2 separate regions of the Sus scrofa genome follow, and region 2 is linked to region 1. Evidence: chromatin contacts called from public HiChIP or PLAC-seq data. All regions are on one chromosome and are shown on one strand. Each heading gives the region's core, a stretch centred on a gene start, on an enhancer-like site or on the middle of the called end of the contact. The rest is flanking DNA. Distances are from core to core; before and after follow the strand shown. Region 1 has its middle 310 kb from the start of TNP1. Region 2 has its middle 250 kb from the start of TNS1.

Evidence for each region. HiChIP or PLAC-seq counts read pairs in DNA pulled down with a chosen protein or histone mark.
Region 2: an H3K27ac HiChIP or PLAC-seq map of skeletal muscle shows a contact between it and region 1, with 8 times the contacts expected there. The contact joins two enhancer-like sites. A contact is called at or near these places in 3 of 47 Hi-C or Micro-C datasets (embryonic fibroblasts, psoas muscle and subcutaneous adipose tissue) and 1 of 2 datasets of contacts at active chromatin or transcription factors (skeletal muscle).

Annotation. Positions count from the first base shown.
Region 1 is chr15:119,341,361-119,345,149 of Sscrofa11.1, reverse strand. No RefSeq gene overlaps it. Among named protein-coding and RNA genes, the nearest start is that of TNP1, 310 kb to the right of the region's middle. Within about 2 kb of position 1,934, at least 1 of the 83 cell types and tissues checked has an H3K27ac peak or open chromatin away from gene starts, as enhancers often do. A contact at or near this core is called in skeletal muscle, where this site is marked.
Region 2 is chr15:119,889,314-119,893,102 of Sscrofa11.1, reverse strand. No RefSeq gene overlaps it. Among named protein-coding and RNA genes, the nearest start is that of TNS1, 250 kb to the left of the region's middle. Within about 2 kb of position 1,807, at least 1 of the 83 cell types and tissues checked has an H3K27ac peak or open chromatin away from gene starts, as enhancers often do. A contact at or near this core is called in skeletal muscle, where this site is marked.

The DNA.
Region 1 (3,789 bases), core at 685-3,184:
GAACAAGCTGAGAAAATATGATAGCACAGGAGAGTGCTGAGAAAGAGCAGCCACCAGCAGAAAACTCTGGCACCTACTCCCTACCGATAAAACGGGCCAGCTCAGAAGCCAGCAGAGCTCTTCTGGGCTGGTACTCAAAGCAGGCAAGCAGACTGGGACAAAGGGGCTCTGCGATGTGGAGCAGAGTAGGGGTCCTGCTCAGCCAGTAGCACTCACACTGCAGGACCCCCACAATTTCTCCAGTGTAACTCACGCCTGGCTTGCCCTCCAAAACCCCACCACAACCACCACCTCCCACCAGCCTACTCCACCCGCCAGATGACCTGGACTGGAAATCAGGGGAGAGGTCTGCCATGGGTTGACAGCTGCATCACTGTCTGAGCCCTGGGGTGTTGATCAGTAAAATGGAGATAATCCATGTCCTGCCTAGCTTACAGCATTTTGGAAAAGAGCAAATGAAATAATGCAAAAATATGTAATAATGTTAAAATGTGCTCTAGGGTTTGAAATATGAGCATTGTCATGTCAGACCCTAAATAACTTGAATCTTCAATTCCCTCTAAGGCCTAAATATGTTAGAATTTAAAACAAAAAAGATCAGGGTATCTGGTTTTATTTGGCCCCCTTACAAATTCCTTAGACATCTTAACTGGCACTAATTTATAAAGTATTACAAAATTTTAGTAAAAAACATACAAATTTATAAAATGAAGGATCTACTAACTCAGTAAGATACCAGCTCATACCCGAAATTAGATTCCTCCTTTTACATCCTTGGCTTCTGCTGTTTGGAAAAGTCTACAGATAAATGTGGTTTTATAGAGAGTTCTTAGCTAAGAAACAGCAAGCAAAGACCTCTGATCCCAGCCTGCCTGATATGAGCTTTGATTTCCAAGGAGAGAGGTTAGTCTGAAAAAATTCTAGCATCCTATCAGATTCTGAGCAGGCACAGCTTTAGTATTTATTGAGCTCCCCCTATGCCTCAAGCTATTAGGGACTTGTAGGCAGTGGAGGGAGGGCCATGGGTAGTGTATACACCAGAGTTTCTACCTCAAATATCTTCAGGTAGTGGAAGGAGAGAGATGTAGATGTGCAGATGCATAAACAGAAAGTTAACAGTAATTTCTTCCATTTCTTGTTCCCATCAGATGTCTGATGCATTTGCATATGATGACACCAGATTCAAAAATGAACCTGGTTCCTCCTCAAGGAATATACATAACAATATCTTTGAGCTCTCCTGCAGAACTAAAACCCCCAGTGAATGGAAGATGTTAACTACTTGATGAAACATTCTTCATTTCAGAAAGAAGGAAGACTACCAGAACCAGTCATGGGACCACTAAACATCAGTTTTGAAAAACAATACAAGCTCGACTCAACATAGATCCTTATCTGTGGCCCTATTTTCTACTTCCAAACTATAAAACCATTTCCTATTCTCCACCAAAGGGGGTATAGTCTTTAAGGCATCAGCCTGCTGTGGCATCCTTAGACTGTCAAAGCAATAAAATGATAATCCCCCCCCAAAAAAAAGTGATCTGTGAAATGGGAAAGATTAGAAGGTAGAGGGGGTCGATTTTCATGTGTGTTTGATGGAGACTTTGAATTCTCCTTAGATGTATGGTGTGCTGAGCTAGAGTAGACTTAGGTCTCCTGGTTCCCAAGACAGATAGATGCCATGGTATATTAGAAAACCCATGATGGACTATTGAAGACAGATGGGCCTATATCAGAGTCTTTCCTCTAGACTGAACAACTTTTGGGTGAGATGCAACCTAATATGCCCATTTCACAGATAAGTCAGTGGGGTTGTGGTAAGGATTTTGAAGAGACAGGATATTTGAAGTGTCTCACATGGTGTCTGGCACAATGCAGAGAAGGGAGCTGACAGGTGTCAGCTTCTTCGGCAACCTTAGGACATGGAGCTAAAGCCTGCTGGGGAATGGCAGCTCTGGCACACCCTGGCAGGCTCTGCCCTACTCTCCTTTCAGTCAGCTGTGTGCCTTGGACCTCCTGGCCTGGAGTCCAGAAGTATGTTACTGGTGCCTTCAGCAAGCCCAGGGCTGCCTGGAAAGCTCTCAACCTGAGGTGGCAATGACGCAGCTGATCTGGATGCTGGAGATGGCCAGGGGAGGGAAAATGCAGAATCTTTGAAAGGAAGGCTCTTTGGAAGGAAACAGAGTTGATCCTAGGGAACACACCTGCCTCTTTTGAGCCCTGAAACAGGCTTTATCTCATTCTTCTTCAGCCATTATCTCTTTTGGTACAAAGGAAAGGGAGAGGTGAAGGTACAGCGAATGTTTTATTCCTCCCCTCATCATTCATGAGAGGTGAGGCTTTGTCAGGACAAATTTAAATCAAGCTGTATCATCCTGGCTGTTTCAGCAACCTGCAAGTATTTATTGAGTACCTACTGAATGCACATATTTTGCTAAATCTCCCAAGAGTCTGCATGTATAAGACAAAAATCCACAACAACCCAGCATAATCAGGTACACTGGAATTGAATCTTAGCTCTAATATTTACTAACAATATGATCTGGGACAAACTATTTAACCTCTATGAGCTTTAGTTTCTTAATCTACAAAATAGGAATAATAATTCCTACCTTGCATGATTAATACGAGTACTACATACTCATATTACTATGTCTACAACATAATAGAAGCTAGATGAATTGTAATTGTAGTTGCAGTTATTACTGTTATTATGTGATACATTCAAAGACTAGCTACAGGCTAAACCATGTAGGTAACTCAAGGTAGACAAGTTATTAATAGCAGGAAAACACCGGTATGAAGTTAAGTGCGGTAACTGGTGTAGTAATTGGTGGGCGAGTTCTTGGATGATGTGTGATTAAGATTTGAGATCTGGAGTGTATTTGGATTGGCAGAAGGAGAAAAGGAACATTCTGGAAGGACAGAAGAAATAGTCTCAAAAGCAGGGATACAGGGAATATGTGCAAAAAGCAGAATGGAACTGAGGTGGGAAGATACTGGGGCTGACTCTGAAAGGGAAAAAGGGATAAGACTGAGAAAGCTCAAGAACATAGCATAAGATCTGGACCCAAAGCTGTAAGCAAAAGGGAGGACCTGCCCAATTCAAAAAGATGAGGGTGATCATGAATACAGTAATGGATCTGAGGGCAGCAGTAGGGTGGATTGAAGGAAGGATACATGGCAGAATGGAGACCAATGAAGAATCTGGTGGTCTGGCGTGATAAACTGCACAAAGGATGATATATTCACAGGAAGAGGGAGAAGAATGAGTCTTTTACATAACAGCTCTAGGAAAGCTTTCCTTCTCCATCATGGCCAGATGTTTATGGCCCCACCTTTCTTCTCTTGGGCTTCTGATATTTGAGTTACCCCAAGTTCTGGGCAAGAGTTGTGGTAGCCAGGTGGAGGGGGGGATTATATCAACTCAGAGTCAGTATCTGAGCCTATCAAAGATGAACCACATTCCTGCTAGGAAAAAATCTCTCATTACTCTTTCAAAAATATATATATGGAGTAACTCCAACATAGCAGGCATGAGGAGGGCATGAGGACTATTGCAGGGAATAAATAAAGTGTCTGCCCCTATCAAGTTATTTTCAAGTAGAGGAGAGACTAGAAACAAAGAAGTTAGATAGAATGTTTTATCTAGTGATGAGTTATTTGGAGAAAGGTAAAGCATGGTAAGAGGGTAAAGCGTGCTGGAATACATAGGTCTGAGTATTTTGTATGAGCTGATGAATGGCCTTTATGATAACAAGATTTTAAATTGATACCTGATGGATTGAG
Region 2 (3,789 bases), core at 558-3,057, 550 kb before region 1:
ATAAAGAAGAGGTCGTACATATGTATATGTATGCAGACATACATACATACACACACACAGGAATACTACCCAGCCATGAAAAAGAATGAAAATTTGCCATTTGTAGCAACATGGATGGACTTGGAGGGCATGATGCTAAGTGAAATAATTCAGACAGAGAAAGACAAATACTGTATGCTCTCCCTTATATGTGCAATCTAAAAAATACAACAAACTAGGGATTGTAGCAAAAAAGAAGCAGACTCAGATATAGAGAACGAACTGTAGTAGCTTACCAGTGGGGAGAAGGAAAGGGGGAGAGGCAACATGAGGTGGAGGGGACTGAAGGATACAAACCATTAGATATAAAATAAGCTATGAGGATATATTGTACAAAATGGGAATATAGCTAATATTTTATAATAACTATAAATGGAGTATAACCTTTAAAAATTGTGGGTCACTATATTGAATGCCTGCAATGTACAACATCTATATTTGTACAACATCTATACTTAAAAAAATTGCAAGATGGTGATAACATAGTACCAGACCCTCCATAGAGCTTGTCTGAGAAATCCCAAGTGCTTGCACAGGTCATATGCCCAGGAGTGGGTTGTGGATGGACCACTGCTTGTGTCTGGGGTCCCGGATTTACAGGTGAGTTTCCTATGTGGTACGGGATGGGATGAGAGGAACCAGCACAAGTCCTTATCTTATAACTGCCTTGATTTTCTGTGGTGGAGGATCAACCCACCTGGGTTTGATACGCACTGCTGCAAAGAAAGTAGACTTTGGAGAGCAGGGGTAGATGGTAAGCCTAGCAGAGAACTAGGGCTCGAGATATTTGTTAAATGAATGAATACATGAATCAATTAGGGGATTTGAGAAGCCTGGAGTCCTTTTGGAAAGGTTCTAGGGAGGGGTGAGTTTCTGAGTTTCCTATTCAGTCCTTTTCACCCCATCTGCCCCCACCTATAAATGATTCCCAGCATGTATCCCAGTGCTGAGGAGTAGGGCAGTGCCATTCATGCTTGTTGGATGACGAAGGGACAAGAGGGTCCCCAGAGCGCAGGGGCTCGTGGTGAGTGAAGGCAGAGAGGGGATGAGATCTCAGAGCTCCCTCCTAGTCACGCTGGCTCCACAGTCACCAAGGTCCTGAGTGAAACCCTTTCTGCCTGCAAATCCAGCCAGGCTCTACTGGGAGTTCTTAGAGGTATGGGAGGGTGACATGGAAGTCTCGAGGCCTGAGGATGGAACAGGGTTTGCGGGGCGGGCCTGCATTTTGGCTCTGGCCCCCCACAAAGATCTGCAGTGAAATGCTTCATCACCTGTCCCCATGGCTTGTCCGGGAAAGTCAGGAGCTAAATCCCAGTGAATTTGGCCGTCTGGGGCACAGAAATGCCACCTGGGTCAAATGCCTGCTCCCTGCTCTCCAGCTGGAAGGCTCCATTCCCTTTTCTTAGAACTCCCGGAGCCTTTTATCTGTGCCACTGCCTCTAAGACACTTCTCACAGCCAACCTTGTGACTTGGGTGGCATTTGTTCTCTTGGTCAGTGGGGCTGGAGTGATTTATCTTCGTGCACCTTTCTACGCTGCCAACCCTGAATGCCTGTTTAGCACCGAGCTGCCTGGGTCTGGCTTGCAACAAATGTAGGTGGGACAAAGCTGGAAGGTCTGGGTCCTGTGCTTCTAGTGCAGGGTGAGTGGGCTGCTGGGCTTGTGGGTCTCACCTTGTAGCACCAGCACAGGTCCACAGGTGCCATGGCCTGAAGGCCAGGAGCGATCCCGAGCGGGTCAGCTGTTCTCTGTGCTGTGCTGGAAGAGGCTTGTTGAAAGGCACATCCTGTCCCCGGTGGCTCTCCAGATGGGAAGGGACCCAGTCTGGACAAAGAATGGAGGAGAGACCACAGGAACAGGGCCCGGATGAAACTGGATCTGCTGGGGGCCCTGCCATGCAGTCAGCTGAGTCTGATTTCATCATCTGTCAAATGAGAATAATAACTAGACAACAGAAGAAGGATGCAGAGGATCTGGTGGCCTCCTACGTCCACTTTTATCATCCATGTGCTTCCTTTTCCTCATGTCTCCTGGGTCCTCATTCTGCCCCCTCTTCCGTGGGGACCCGTCTAACAAAGCTCGAAAAGGCCAGACTCTACCCTTCCTGTATTTCTGGTTCCAGGCAAAGCTGGAATAATTACAAGTAATATTTAGCATGCACTTACTATGTACATGGCATTTTACTATTAACCCATTCAATCCCCATAGCAACCTAGTGGGGTAGGCATTTCCATTCTCCCCATTCTCTATTTTTTTTTTCTTTTTAGGGCTACACTCGCAGCATACAGAAGTTCCCAGGCCAGGGGCCTACCCCATAGCCACAGCAACACCAGATCTGAGCCGCATCCGTGATCCACATCACAGCTCATGGCAACGCCAGATCCTTCACCCACTGAGTGAAGCCAGGGATTGAACCCACCTCCTCATGGAGACTAGTAGGGCTCTTAAGCAGCTGAGCCACAATGGGAACTCCATTCTCCCCTTTCCCTAAATGAGGAATGGAGACTCAGAGAGGTAAAGTTACTTGCCTGAGGTTGCACAGCTAGGAAGCTGAAGGTGTGGGTCTGAAGCAGGTCTGCCTGACACCACGGTTGGTGATAATCACACTCCACCAGCTTCCTGAATTAATTTGCCATCCCAAATTCTGGAGCTGCAGATCCCTGTTGTCTCACTGTTTGATTTTAAAATATTTGGAATCCGGACAAAACTCTACTTAAAAGAGACACGTGCACCCGCATGTTCATTGCAGCACTATTCACAATGGCCAGGACATGGAAACAACCCAAATGTCCATTGACAGATGATTGGATTCGGAAGATGTGGTATATATACACAATGGAATACTACTCAGCCGTAAAAAAGAATGACATAATGCCATTTGCAGCAACATGGATGGAACTAGAGAATCTCATACTGAGTGAAATGAGCCAGAAAGACAAAGACAAATACCATATGATATCACTTATAACTGGAATCTAATATCCAGCACAAATGAACATCTCCTCAGAAAAGAAAATCATGGACTTGGAGAAGAGACTTGTGGCTGCCTGATGGGAGGGGGAGGGAGTGGGAGGGATCAGGAGCTTGGGCTTATCAGACACAACTTAGAATAGATTTACAAGGAGATCCTGCTGAGTAGCATTGAGAACTTTGTCTAGATACTCATGTTGCAACAGAAGAAAGGGTGGGGGAAAAATATAATTGTAATGTATACATGTAAGGATAACCTGACCCCCTTGCTGTACAGTGGGAAAAAAAAAAATAAAATATTTGGAGACAGGAGGCCTGGCACTTAATGTGGTGGCTTTGGCATTTTAACTGACCTCTTGGGTTCGGGGCCTGACTGTAGGGGGAGAGCCTATCAGGCTGGAATGCCAGGACGGGAACCAGGTGTCCAGGGCTCATGCTGCAAGATCAGCCTTCCTCCTCCCTCTTTTCCCCTTTACTCCCCTTGGTCTCCTGTCTCTGAGACCCCGGCCCCAAGCAGTGCTTCCTGTGGCTGTGTTTTCCCTGACCTTCAGTTCCCAGAGCTGTTGCTGTCTGAGATCTATTTAAACTGCCTGTTGGCTCTGGGGACAGAGCCCTGTTGGACAAAAGGCATCTACTTTGGCTCTCAGACTCACAGAATCTCTGGCCCCTTCTGTAATCAAATTCATATCCTTTTTCAGGTGATGAGTGAGCAAAGGCAGGGGCTTAGTCTCTGTGCTCAGAGGGCTTGGGACACTGGGGATGACCTCACAGAGCAGCCCC